Linked DNA regions of Rattus norvegicus: regions 2, 3 and 4 are each linked to region 1. Evidence: chromatin contacts called from public Hi-C data. All regions are on one chromosome and are shown on one strand. Each heading gives the region's core, a stretch centred on a gene start, on an enhancer-like site or on the middle of the called end of the contact. The rest is flanking DNA. Distances are from core to core; before and after follow the strand shown.

Region 1 (2,700 bases), core at 105-2,604:
TAGGTTATTTACTCCCTGGTTATTTTCTTCCTTTCCTGTCTTTCCCCACACTCGTGTTTTGCCTCCGATGGCATTCAAAGCTCAATTCCAAGCCACGTCGGAGGGTACTCGTTTCGCTGTGAAGGAATAAGCTTATGTTTCTGCACTTACTCTGCCCTGTTTGAGGAACCACAGCGATAATTTAGAAGGGTAGAAGGAAAATATTTTTCCCTCCTCTAATATGGCCGTATTTCTGATTCGGGATTGTATTAAGATGATAGAGACATTTCGAAATAGCTACCAGAGTTTAATTCCCCAGTGAACAGTACTCCAGAAGCGCTGGCACCACTGCCGTTGGAAGAAAGAAGGATAAGTCTCTGAGTTATTAGAAATGAACAGTAAAATCGAGCTTGTTGACAGCCACACTTTAGCTCAGCTGCCTTCATTTTCTGCTTTACCCCACAGTGGGACCTTGGATTGACTCTGTACCAGGGCGGTGACATCGCTTAGTGACATGAGATCCACGCAATCTGAATCACCTAGTTGGAACAAGAAGTCATAGATGACTTCAACTGTAAAATCATAATTAGCAACAGAACACGTTTAGCGTTACTGTTGAAGCTCAAGTTGCTGCTAACGAACCTCGGCCCACTCAGACCGTTAATCGTTTTTCTGAAAAATTCCACAGGATGGCGATCTTGCTTAGACTTGTTGCGTACCAAACCTTCGCCGGGCGTCAAGTCCTCGCTCCTCTCCAAGGTTAAGAGCCTGGCCTCTGACAGGGGTCACTTATCAGGCGAAAGGAAGAGGCTGCAGGGAGCTCAGATACTTCCCACGCCACAGCAGGTCACCCGGATCTCCGACCAGGATTGCACCTCGTTCCTCAGCTGCTCTGAGTCTGCCTGGTGCCGGGTTCCGCGGGGCCAGCCACTGAGCCTCCCCGTCCACGGGGTCCTAGACTGGAGTCTAGGTGGAGGTGGCCGAGGTCCCCAAGCGCTTCGTGTCTCCCTGTGCAGCCACGAGTGGCTCGCTGGATGACACCCGTGTCGGGTTGCACGGCTGTCAGGAGGGCAGTGCCAACCTTGCCTCTCGCCTGGCTGCTACCCCGCATCCCCACCGGGCCAGAACCGAGACAGGGCGTTCGCCCTTGAGTTTCTGTTTTCTACGCCCAAAGTAAGGGCACTCGACGAAACGCGGGAGCTTTGCGTACCGCCGCCTCCAAGCCAGGCCAAAGCCCGCGATAGCCACGCAGCTACCCCGCATCTATCCACAGTGCGCACTCCAGGGCGGGTGGGTGGAGCCCTCTTCGTGACGTCACGAGGCCCCGCCCCACCCAGCAGGCGCGTATTTAAAGCTTCGCTGCTGGCTCTCGCTCGCAGAAGAGGAGCCGGACGTCGGACTAGAGAGTAGGGAGAGCGATTGGGGCTCGAGGGACAGGGCTAGACCGGACGCGTGTCCGCGCCTCGGAGGTGGCAGTAGGTAGTGTCGGGTAGCGAGGCAACGATGGAGCTCCTGCGGACTATCACCTACCAGCCGGCCGCCGGCACCAAGATGTGCGAGCAGGCGCTGGGCAAAGCTTGCGGCGGGGACTCAAAGAAGAAGCGACCGCAGCAGCCTTCTGAAGACGGGCAGTCCCAAGCCCAGGTGACCCCGGCGGCCCCACACCACCATCATCACCATTCTCACTCCGGACCCGAGATCTCGCGGATTATAGTCGACCCCACGACGGGGAAGCGCTACTGCCGGGGCAAAGTGCTGGGCAAGGTGAGGAGCCGCGGGCGCCAGGCTGCGGGGCGGGAGGGCGGGCTGCCCGGGCAAGCTGAGCGAGCCGGGACTCAGCGCCCGCTTTTCTCGCTCCTTCAGCTGTCTAGTTCCCTGAGCGACATAGGTCCCACTCCTGCCCTCCTGGGCTTCTGAGCGCTGGGGATCCGGTGTGCATCCTCAGTCTGTTTTCCTCCCAGTCTACGAAGGAGGACTCAGGACGTTCTACCTTGACCCGGGCTCTCACTACCTGATCCCGGGGGAGCTAGCCTGTCAAATTTCTTCAGAGGGCATTTTTCCACCCTTTCTCCCTTCCATTCCCTTCTCCTTAGAGTTCGTTGTAAAGGGGAAACGAGAAAACTGGACTGGTTTCCAGGAATGCCTTTCCCTTCCTGAAAAACCATTTTACAAAGCAGATTGTTTCGCTCTGCCCACCCTCTCTGTTCCTCAATTTTTTGCTCCCGCCCCCCATTTTTTTTCTTGATAATCACTTATTTTAAACGTTGGTCCTTCGGGTTTTTTTTTTCTTTTTTCTTTTTTTTTTTCTTTTTTCTTTTTGTCATGCTCAATTCCATCTCGCCTTTGTTTCCTCCCAGGGTGGATTTGCAAAGTGTTACGAAATGACAGATCTGACAAACAACAAAGTCTACGCTGCAAAAATTATCCCTCACAGCAGAGTAGCTAAACCTCATCAAAGGGAAAAGGTGCGTATGACTGTTGAGTAAAGTATTTTCTTTGTGTGCAGGGATGGCCCTACCCTGTTAGAAAAATGTCTTCTGAATGTGTAAGCACTGTCTCTCCAGACAAGACGAGAGGCTAATAAGCCTTATCTTGCTTTTTTTTTCCTTAGATCGACAAAGAAATTGAGCTTCACAGAATCCTGCACCATAAGCATGTAGTGCAGTTTTACCACTACTTTGAAGACAAAGAAAACATTTACATCCTCTTGGAGTACTGCAG
Region 2 (2,700 bases), core at 198-2,697, 180 kb after region 1:
AATTTTAGTTTAGTTTTTTTTTCTCTTTGTTTCCTAAGCTTTCATTTTCATTATGGCCTATTGGAGGTATTGAAACTCAGGTCTTCAAAAGTGGGCTTGGGTACTTCTTCAGTTTATCCGAAACATCAGGGAAATAAAACCCAAGGAATAAAGATGTTGTTAATCTTCTACTGGGGACATAGTCTTCTTTTAAATTGTTTGACAGTTTCATTCATTTATATAATGAATTTCCCTAACTTCATATTGCTTCTTCTCCTTGCCCTTTTCCCATCCCTGTCTATCTCATAGTGGATCCCACTCCCACCTTCCCCCTCCTCCCTTTCTCCTCCCCCTTCCCCCCCATCTAGTGCCCTCCCACTTTCAACTCTTCTTTCTGTGTGTCCTCCATTGAGTCTAATCAGTTTCTACCCTGAGCATGGCTGACTGTTTACCAGAGCAAAGACTGACTCATCACTGGCTTCACCACTGGAGAAAATGACACCTTCTCCCCAGAAACCTTTAATTGTCATTGTCCCTCAGGGAGGGGTGGGGCCCATGAGGGCCCTGTCCAGTAAGTTTATTTGTCAGTGTGATCTGGGAATCCCCTGCCTCCTTTATGAACAAGATAAAAAGAACAAGCAATGAGCTAGCATTTGGTTTTTGGCTGATCTTACAAACTGGGTAGGTAGAGTCTGGGTGTTTCTGAGCCTCTCTAGTTTAAACAATGTGTTCCTCCAGTCTCAATGCTCAGTTTAAACCCTAACTATTTTCTAGGAAATTAAAATATTTCTACTAAAGATGAGAGGCTAAGACCAAAGGAACATGAACTTGAGAACAACCTGGGCTATGTAGTGAATTCAAAGTCAGCTAAGTTACCCAGTGAATGTAAGCTGGTTGGATGCAAAGCCAGACTCTTTCAACCTGTCCTCTGCTCCTGCCAAAAAGTAAGTGCCTAATGCTTTGAGTTGGGAGGAGCATGTCAGCATGGTACTCTAGAAGTGGATACAGTGGATTTGAATACCCCTTTAAGAGACAGGAAGCATGGCTAAATTTATTATGTGATGTCAAGGACAGTTCTTGCCTAAAACTCAGTATTTCAGCAGGTTTCCAGTAATGGGCTATGTCAGGAAACATGGCAGAAAAAGACAGATTGAACAAATGACAGTGAAATTTAGAGGAAAAAGCTCAAAATCACACCACATACAAAGAAGAACAAGAGACTCATTTCTGCTAGAGCATTACACCTATGCAGAACTGAAGAGATAGTTGGGTCTAGACCCAAGAGAAGTAGAAGCTTCCCCAGACCCTGGCCTCTATTTGGAGACTATGTCTTCACATAGCACAACTCATGATAAACATGGCTCTGTTTAGTCCCTCTATGGTCGACACTATTCATCATTTGAACAGTGTGTGTCTAAGGATTTCCACAGTCCCTTTGAAGCTTTCTTAGCTATGATTTCATGTGTGGTGAGTCAGAGGGAGCAAGCAGGATCAGGAAGTGCTGAACAATAGGACTGGGAATAACCGTTCTCACAGGTTGAAGGCAGCTGATAAGGTCACAGGGTGGGGACTCCCTCATCTTCCTACCCTCCCCAGGCAGATCTTAATTCTGGGCTAGCCCTTCCCTTATATACAAGGGCAGCACAGTTGGAAAGTCTGAGACACAGGGATGCCCTCTGTCCTTCATTCAAGCTTCTAAATATGCACCTGTCTAAATGTGTGCAAGATATTCAACACATACACACACACACACACACACACACACACACACACACACACACACACACCATGTTGTTGACAGCTACACCAACTTCCTCAAAGTCCTCATCAGAAGAATGGGAAGATATAATCTTTGCTATTAGGACTCCAACAAGTAAAACAAGTTACCACAGGGGTGTGTGTGTGTGTGTGTGTGTGTGTGTGTGTGTGTGTGTGTGTGTGTGTGACTTAGCATTTCTTTTGGAGACACTTTGTAGATTTTCTTACAGCCTGTAATTGATGGGAAAAGAAAAAGAAAAATCATAACATCACCATCAAATACTACCTTTTAAAACAATCCTTTGGCATTTTCTGGAATATGGTATCACATGGATTATATCTGTTCTTCTGGGCTTTGTCATGGCTCATGAATTTACAAGAAATCTTTGGATGATCAGAGAAGGCTACATATGGATTTGTTTCAATGTCCCTGGTGGTGAACTTAGAAGGAAATAGTGTTTTCACAAACTTGGCCCTTTGGTCAGATATAGATTGAAACAATCATATACCTGTCTAAGGATTCCATGTTGATGAGAGTCCAACAGTGAAGGATACACCCCAGATTGAATCCCCCTCAAACAAGGTTGAATGTGATTTGAAAAACTGTGTTAAACCAAATCCAGTCTAAAATCAGCTTAATACAGTGCTTTCTCCAATACAAATAACAGAATGTCAACCTGGACAGATTCTTACCTGACTGCAAGGAAAGAAAGACAGCCAGAGATGAGAGTCTGGGGCAGGGAGTCTAAGAGAGTAAGCCTAGCCCCAGTGCGGGCATCAGCTTCTGAGCAGGACCAACATCAGATAATCAAACCATGCCCTATGCCGAGGCTCACGGGTGCCACCCAGTTACGTCTGTGTGCTATTAATAACAGGTTCAGCTGCAGACTGCCATCCATCTTGAAGGACAAGATCAGGATGGCTCAGGAAATGGTTGTGGAGCTGTTTACTTTCTCATGACCT
Region 3 (2,700 bases), core at 171-2,670, 140 kb after region 1:
TGCAGGTACCTGCTGCTGACTGCTCCTATATTCCTGTATCCAGAGGCTACTCTGCAGTTTCCTCTTGGGCCAGGGATGTGGGCAAAGGTGGACAGAAGTGGCAGTCTGTCCTGCCATCTCAGAAAGTCCGCACTTCTGGGTGTTCAGCTCTCTTCCCCATGGGACTTGGGAGCAGGGTGCTGTGGGATGGGATCAGTTCCGGTTTCTGGGCACAGCCAGAAACCAGAAGTGCTCTGTCCAAGAGGACTTCTGCCTTTGTGTTTCCTGAGTCCACGAGGCAGGTCACTTGTAGCAGAAAAGTTGGTCTTACCTCTGCTCTCAGGTGTGTAGGTGCTCCTGGCGTCTGGTTTTCAGCTCTCTGAGCAGGTAGGAACTGGCATCACTGGTTTTTCTTAAAGTACTTCCTTGAAAGCTTCCCTTGCAGCTACTGTCTTGTGAGTCTTTTGCTCTACTTTCCATTATCTGTAAACATCACAGTTCGTCTTCATTCCCAACACACAGTTCTAAGTTGAAGCTGAATGTTCGCCTTCCTAATAATTATCTCATCACTCCTGCCTTCTAGATCTTTTATGAATTCTGTACTTATCCTATCCTTTTGTGTTGTCTGTCTGCCTTAAAATATCCTCTTTTATATAATATGCTCTTCAGTTCACCAGAATATATCTACAGATAAAATTTCCTTTTCCCTTTTTCAATAAGTTGTGCTTCATCAGTTGAGAAAATATATTCTGACCAAACCTTTATAGTTTACATGACCATCACCATCTTTCTATTACCTCTCTTCTTTCCTCTCGAGGTCCTAATTAGTTGTAGTTATATTTAATTTCCTCTGAATTATAATGTCACTTTCATTGCTTTTAACCTACTTTTTGGTATCTATTTTACATAACAAATTCAAATATATATATATTTCTGTCTATTAACTTTATTCAATTTTGATCCTTTCCTCTTGACATATTCATTTAAAATTTTCAACAAATATATCTTCAGATTTAGAAACCTGAGGGTTTCTGACATGTTCATTTTGAAAGTGTACTGTTGTCAATTATTTTTTGTATTTGTCTTCTTTTTCCTAATACGACAGTCATTCCAGCTTTCTTCCTACAGTTCCCATGTCTACCATCTACGTAGGGTGAACAAATTTGTTGTTTCTTCACTCTGCTGAATTCTGTTTTTAATGTTTTGCTCTCTGCTGTCCCTTCTTGTCTTGCCCTAGAGCTGGTTCCTTTCGTTCTGTCGTAGTCGCGTGGAGACTCATAGGCTTGCTTCTTCCTTCTGCAGGTTGTGATGGAATGTCTTGAAAATTTGGTTTAGAGTAGAATTGCCACATTTTGCCTCCCAGCTCCTAGATGGCCCAAGATTCATTATAACCAAAGTAATTTCCTCATAGGGTTTCACCCCAGGGAAGGAATCACCAGGTGCCTGCTTGTTCTCGTCACCTTTCTCCCAGATGTTGCAAGAGCATTTCACTTAACAAACCAAACCAAACTAAGCCAAGCAAACAAACAAAAACCTCTGAGCTTCTACTTTGGATCCTCCATGTTCCGTATGAGGCTTCTTGCCCCTAGAGTTCTGGTTCTGACTACCCAGCAATGTTCTGACCCTGTCTAGGCCCCATTTCCATTAACTTCCTTGTTTTGGGCAGGGGAGAATTTGCTGGACACCCCTCGGAAAAACATCAACATAGTATCATCTTAAAGAATGTCTCTTAACCAGGATCTAATAACTATGATAGGAGAATACTTCAAAGTTCCTAGTCAGTTTTAAACACTAAAAGCAAATCCCCTGCTTGTGTCTGAATGACAGTGTTTAAAAAGTCTCTGTTGTGTAACTTTCTGTCCTTTATCACAGAAAACACCAACTAGAGGGTTCCTTATTCATTTATTTATTTTTTGAAACTGAGCAATAGGTCACTGACCCAGCCCATCAGACCCAACCTTATCTCCAGATAGGGACTAGAAGTACTAGGAGAGGTAAATCCCGTGACTTACATTGCACTCTGGAATGCAAGCTGACAGGTGACTCTGTGGTTCAGAGCTGACAGCACAAGGACTAGAGCAAGTATCTCTTCAGATCAGAACATCACGTGGTGTTGGGGAGTGAGATGGGGGTCTGCATTGTGTGAGCTCTGTAATGGGTTTTGTACGTAGTTACTACGTAGCTCCCATTTGATTCTCTAGCCCTGCACAAAATCCTTAAGTAACCCAAAATTGTTTTATGAATGCTGTTTTTTATGGCACATTTATAACCAAGGTCTTTCCAGGTACAGTAAACCTCACTAATTTTTGAGCCTCAGATCCACCAAGGAGGAAGTAATTAGTGGGTAAATTGTTATTTTTCCCACCTCAAAGGAATCTGAATATCATTAAGTTGAAAAGGAGGAGCATGCCTAAGAAGGCCTTTGCAGTTGAGAGAAAGATAAGAAATATTTAATTTTTCTATTATTTTTAACTTACATAAATGACGATCAGGGTTCTCTGTACAATATGTGGATGTATTCTACAATGCTTAAATCAGGCTGGAGCTCTATAACTCCACAAACATTTGTTATTTCTTCATGATGAAAAAAAAATTCAGAATCCCTTCATTGGCTTTTATCACTGTGATCTCAGTCATATGCCTGTGTGAATGTCCACCAGATAGTCTTACTTTCAGCTGTAGCTTAGAGCTCTCTGAGTAATGTTTGTACAGTGAGCCCTC
Region 4 (2,700 bases), core at 76-2,575, 240 kb after region 1:
TTTTTCCGGAGCTGAGAACCGAACCCAGGGCCTTGAGCTTGCTAGGCAAGCACTCTACCACTGAGCTAAATCCCCAACCCCCAGATGAGACTTCTTAAGAGGTACCACCTCCTCAGGGAGCTTGCTGGGCTTTGCACTGTCTTTGGAGATGAGGGTCTTTCCTGCTATTCTTCTGAGCCCTACTGTCTCTTTTCTCATTTCAGTTTGCTTCCAAGTAGGATCTCCAGATGAAGGAAACAACTTGCTTCCAAACTATTAGGAGTCATTCCTGGGGGAATGGCCACCTTATTTTTTAATAGGGTAGGTAGCACATGTTGGAGATATGGGTTAATAAAGGGATCATTGTATGCACTTGCATGGTGATTGTGCTACCCAGAATACCTCAAGTTCAAGGCTGTTAGTCGGGGAGAAGACCCGGAGGATGGATTCCTTGTAAACACTTGAGTGCAACTCACAGGTACACTGTTTATCTGTTCTCTCCAGCAAAAAGCAATCACCAACAGGTTCTTTTTAATACTAGTCTAGACGAGGTTTTGCAATGTTGCAGGTTCTTAATTGCAGTAATTACTGCCTGAGAACAATTAAGCAGTCACTACCAAACATTTCTATCGGGTGAATCTAGTGTCCTATTAATAAACAGTCATGAACTTATCTCTTTCTGGAAAAACCTCCCTGGTTGGTTTCCGACTACAGAAATCTCAAGCCGGGTTTGTTCCCACACATTCAGGGTTTGAAAAGCAGCTGTGTCCTCCAGAGCCAGACATGGTCCCGGTCCTCTGAGGGCCAGCGGCAGGTTCTGCAGCTGCCTGCTGCCATGACTGACTGTGTTCTTGTTACTAATTAAAGGTAGTAGCTGTGAATTCAGTGTGCTACACAATAAGTATTCATCACGTAAGCCCAGGTGACCTGGATTTGCCTGCTGTGAATCCTGTTTCCCTCTGCCTGGCTACTTTGCAAATTGCATCTGTAAGTATCTTTTCTCAGGGGAAGCAATTTCTAATCTCTAGATCAAAGCCAAATCTTTTTTTTTTCAAATCGTGAATTTCATATCCTAAATTATCATTTTATCTACAACCACCTACTCCGGCGTCCTAGCTGGAACAGTGTTTCTTTTTGTTTCTCTGTTCTTTCGCTGGGCTGGATTTATTATTTCGGGAGGGTTTCTTGTAAGCCATATTCTCTTTCCTGCCTCACATTGTGGAAACAGAGGATGGTAAAGCCGGCTGTCAATCAAAGTGCTCTCTGTTCTCAGGGTAGCTGAGTCAGTCCAGCCCTAAGAGGAAGCGTGAAGGAGGCTGTTAAATCTATTCATAGACGCGGAGATGTTCCAGCCACGGTGAGAGGTTGCAAATGACGCATGAATGCACCAGTGGCATGGAGGAGGAGGCTGCTGAGGAGGAGGGAGAGCAGAAGTGGGGGGGTTGACACAGGATCAGAGAATTATAGCAAGCTCGATGCCAGCCAAACTGTTTCTTTGCACAGACACAATTACAAAGGCTCCTGTGGACTGCATCAGTAGAGATGGCTGCCCTGACACATGTCCCATGCCCTTTGTCTGAACTGTCATATAGAGTGGTGGCCCTGAATGTACTCCTTGTGTGCATGGCCAAACGCTGCTGTGTCTTCAGAACCAGGACACCTGCAGCATTACTAACAGGTTGCCAGTGACACATTGAAGCATGGAAAAGAAATGAAGAAGTATAGGTAAGGTGGAAAGGGGAAGGCAGCCCTCTGTCAATTCTGTTTGGACACTTAAACTAAGCCCCTGGTTCTAGGTCAGAGGAGAAAGAGATTGTAGCAGACTAAACTTTGGAGAATTGTTAGAAGGTTTTGGGGGATGAGGATTCAACCCATTGCTGCTGGTAAATGGAAGATTACCATGGAAACACTAGGGTTCTCTGTTATATAAGGCTAACTCATCCTGATTAGTGAATATGCATGAACATATTCATGGATCCCAAACAAATGCAAATTATCTTTCTCTTATTCCTACCTATTATCATGCATTTATTGAGAACCTACCAATGCCGGGATGCTAGGTATTGCTGTATATAAATGCCAGTAGTTTTATCTCTATGGCTACAAGGATGCTAGGAGGGTCTGGAGAGAAATGTAGCCCACACAGATAATGGAAAGTATTCTTTCTCCAAGGTGAGAGCCACCGGGCATTCCTCAGTGAGATTCTGTCAGGCCTGGGAAGGTTTTCATGTGTAACAAAAGGTAATGTAACAGAATGGTCTGATCAAGTGGGTCTTAGTGGTGGTTCTCTCACAATCAGGATCTATTCAGGAAACTAAAAAAAAAATCCTCATTAGAGAATCAGACTAGATTGGATAACCTCTAAAGTCTCTTTCAAATTTGAAAGTTATACTTTTAAATATAGATTTAAAATCTTTTTTTAAATATAGATTTTATTTTATAATCAAATATAAAATATATTATTTTAATGTATAATTAATATATAATTAAACACATATTTAGATATATGTTTTATATAGTATATTATGAATATATAATATAAAATGTGTAATTAAATATAATTGATTATATATAATAAAATATAAAATAAAATATAAAACTTCTTCATACATTTACATTTTGTTGTTATTTCCCAGTTCCATGGCCCTCACAGTCCATCTACAACCCTTCTTCTTCAGTCAACCTCTTGCCTACATGTCTCATTTTGTATGTAGCCCACTG

What was found. Hi-C and Micro-C count contacts between places; a contact is called where the count stands out from the background.
Region 2: a contact with region 1 is called in a Hi-C map of kidney, with 4 times the contacts expected there. The contact joins the enhancer-like site here to the promoter of Plk2 in region 1. A contact is called at or near these places in 5 of 12 Hi-C or Micro-C datasets (Schwann cells, kidney, liver and 2 more).
Region 3: a contact with region 1 is called in a Hi-C map of liver, with 2.8 times the contacts expected there. The contact joins the enhancer-like site here to the promoter of Plk2 in region 1. A contact is called at or near these places in 2 of 12 Hi-C or Micro-C datasets (liver and psoas muscle).
Region 4: a contact with region 1 is called in a Hi-C map of prefrontal cortex, with 6 times the contacts expected there. The contact joins the enhancer-like site here to the promoter of Plk2 in region 1. A contact is called at or near these places in 2 of 12 Hi-C or Micro-C datasets (frontal cortex and prefrontal cortex) and 1 of 1 datasets of contacts at active chromatin or transcription factors (oligodendrocytes).

What each region holds. Positions count from the first base shown.
Region 1 is chr2:43,701,182-43,703,881 of GRCr8, forward strand. Plk2 (polo-like kinase 2) reads left to right here and starts at 1,355. Exons shown (of 14, transcript NM_031821.2): 1 at 1,355-1,743; 2 at 2,337-2,444; 3 at 2,591-2,700. The coding sequence starts at 1,483.
Region 2 is chr2:43,879,959-43,882,658 of GRCr8, forward strand. No RefSeq gene overlaps it. Among named protein-coding and RNA genes, the nearest start is that of Plk2, 180 kb to the left of the region's middle. Within about 2 kb of position 1,448, at least 10 of the 93 cell types and tissues checked have an H3K27ac peak or open chromatin away from gene starts, as enhancers often do.
Region 3 is chr2:43,842,256-43,844,955 of GRCr8, forward strand. No RefSeq gene overlaps it. Among named protein-coding and RNA genes, the nearest start is that of Plk2, 140 kb to the left of the region's middle. Within about 2 kb of position 1,421, at least 1 of the 93 cell types and tissues checked has an H3K27ac peak or open chromatin away from gene starts, as enhancers often do. A contact at or near this core is called in liver, where this site is marked.
Region 4 is chr2:43,938,821-43,941,520 of GRCr8, forward strand. No RefSeq gene overlaps it. Among named protein-coding and RNA genes, the nearest start is that of Plk2, 240 kb to the left of the region's middle. Within about 2 kb of position 1,326, at least 41 of the 93 cell types and tissues checked have an H3K27ac peak or open chromatin away from gene starts, as enhancers often do. A contact at or near this core is called in prefrontal cortex, where this site is marked.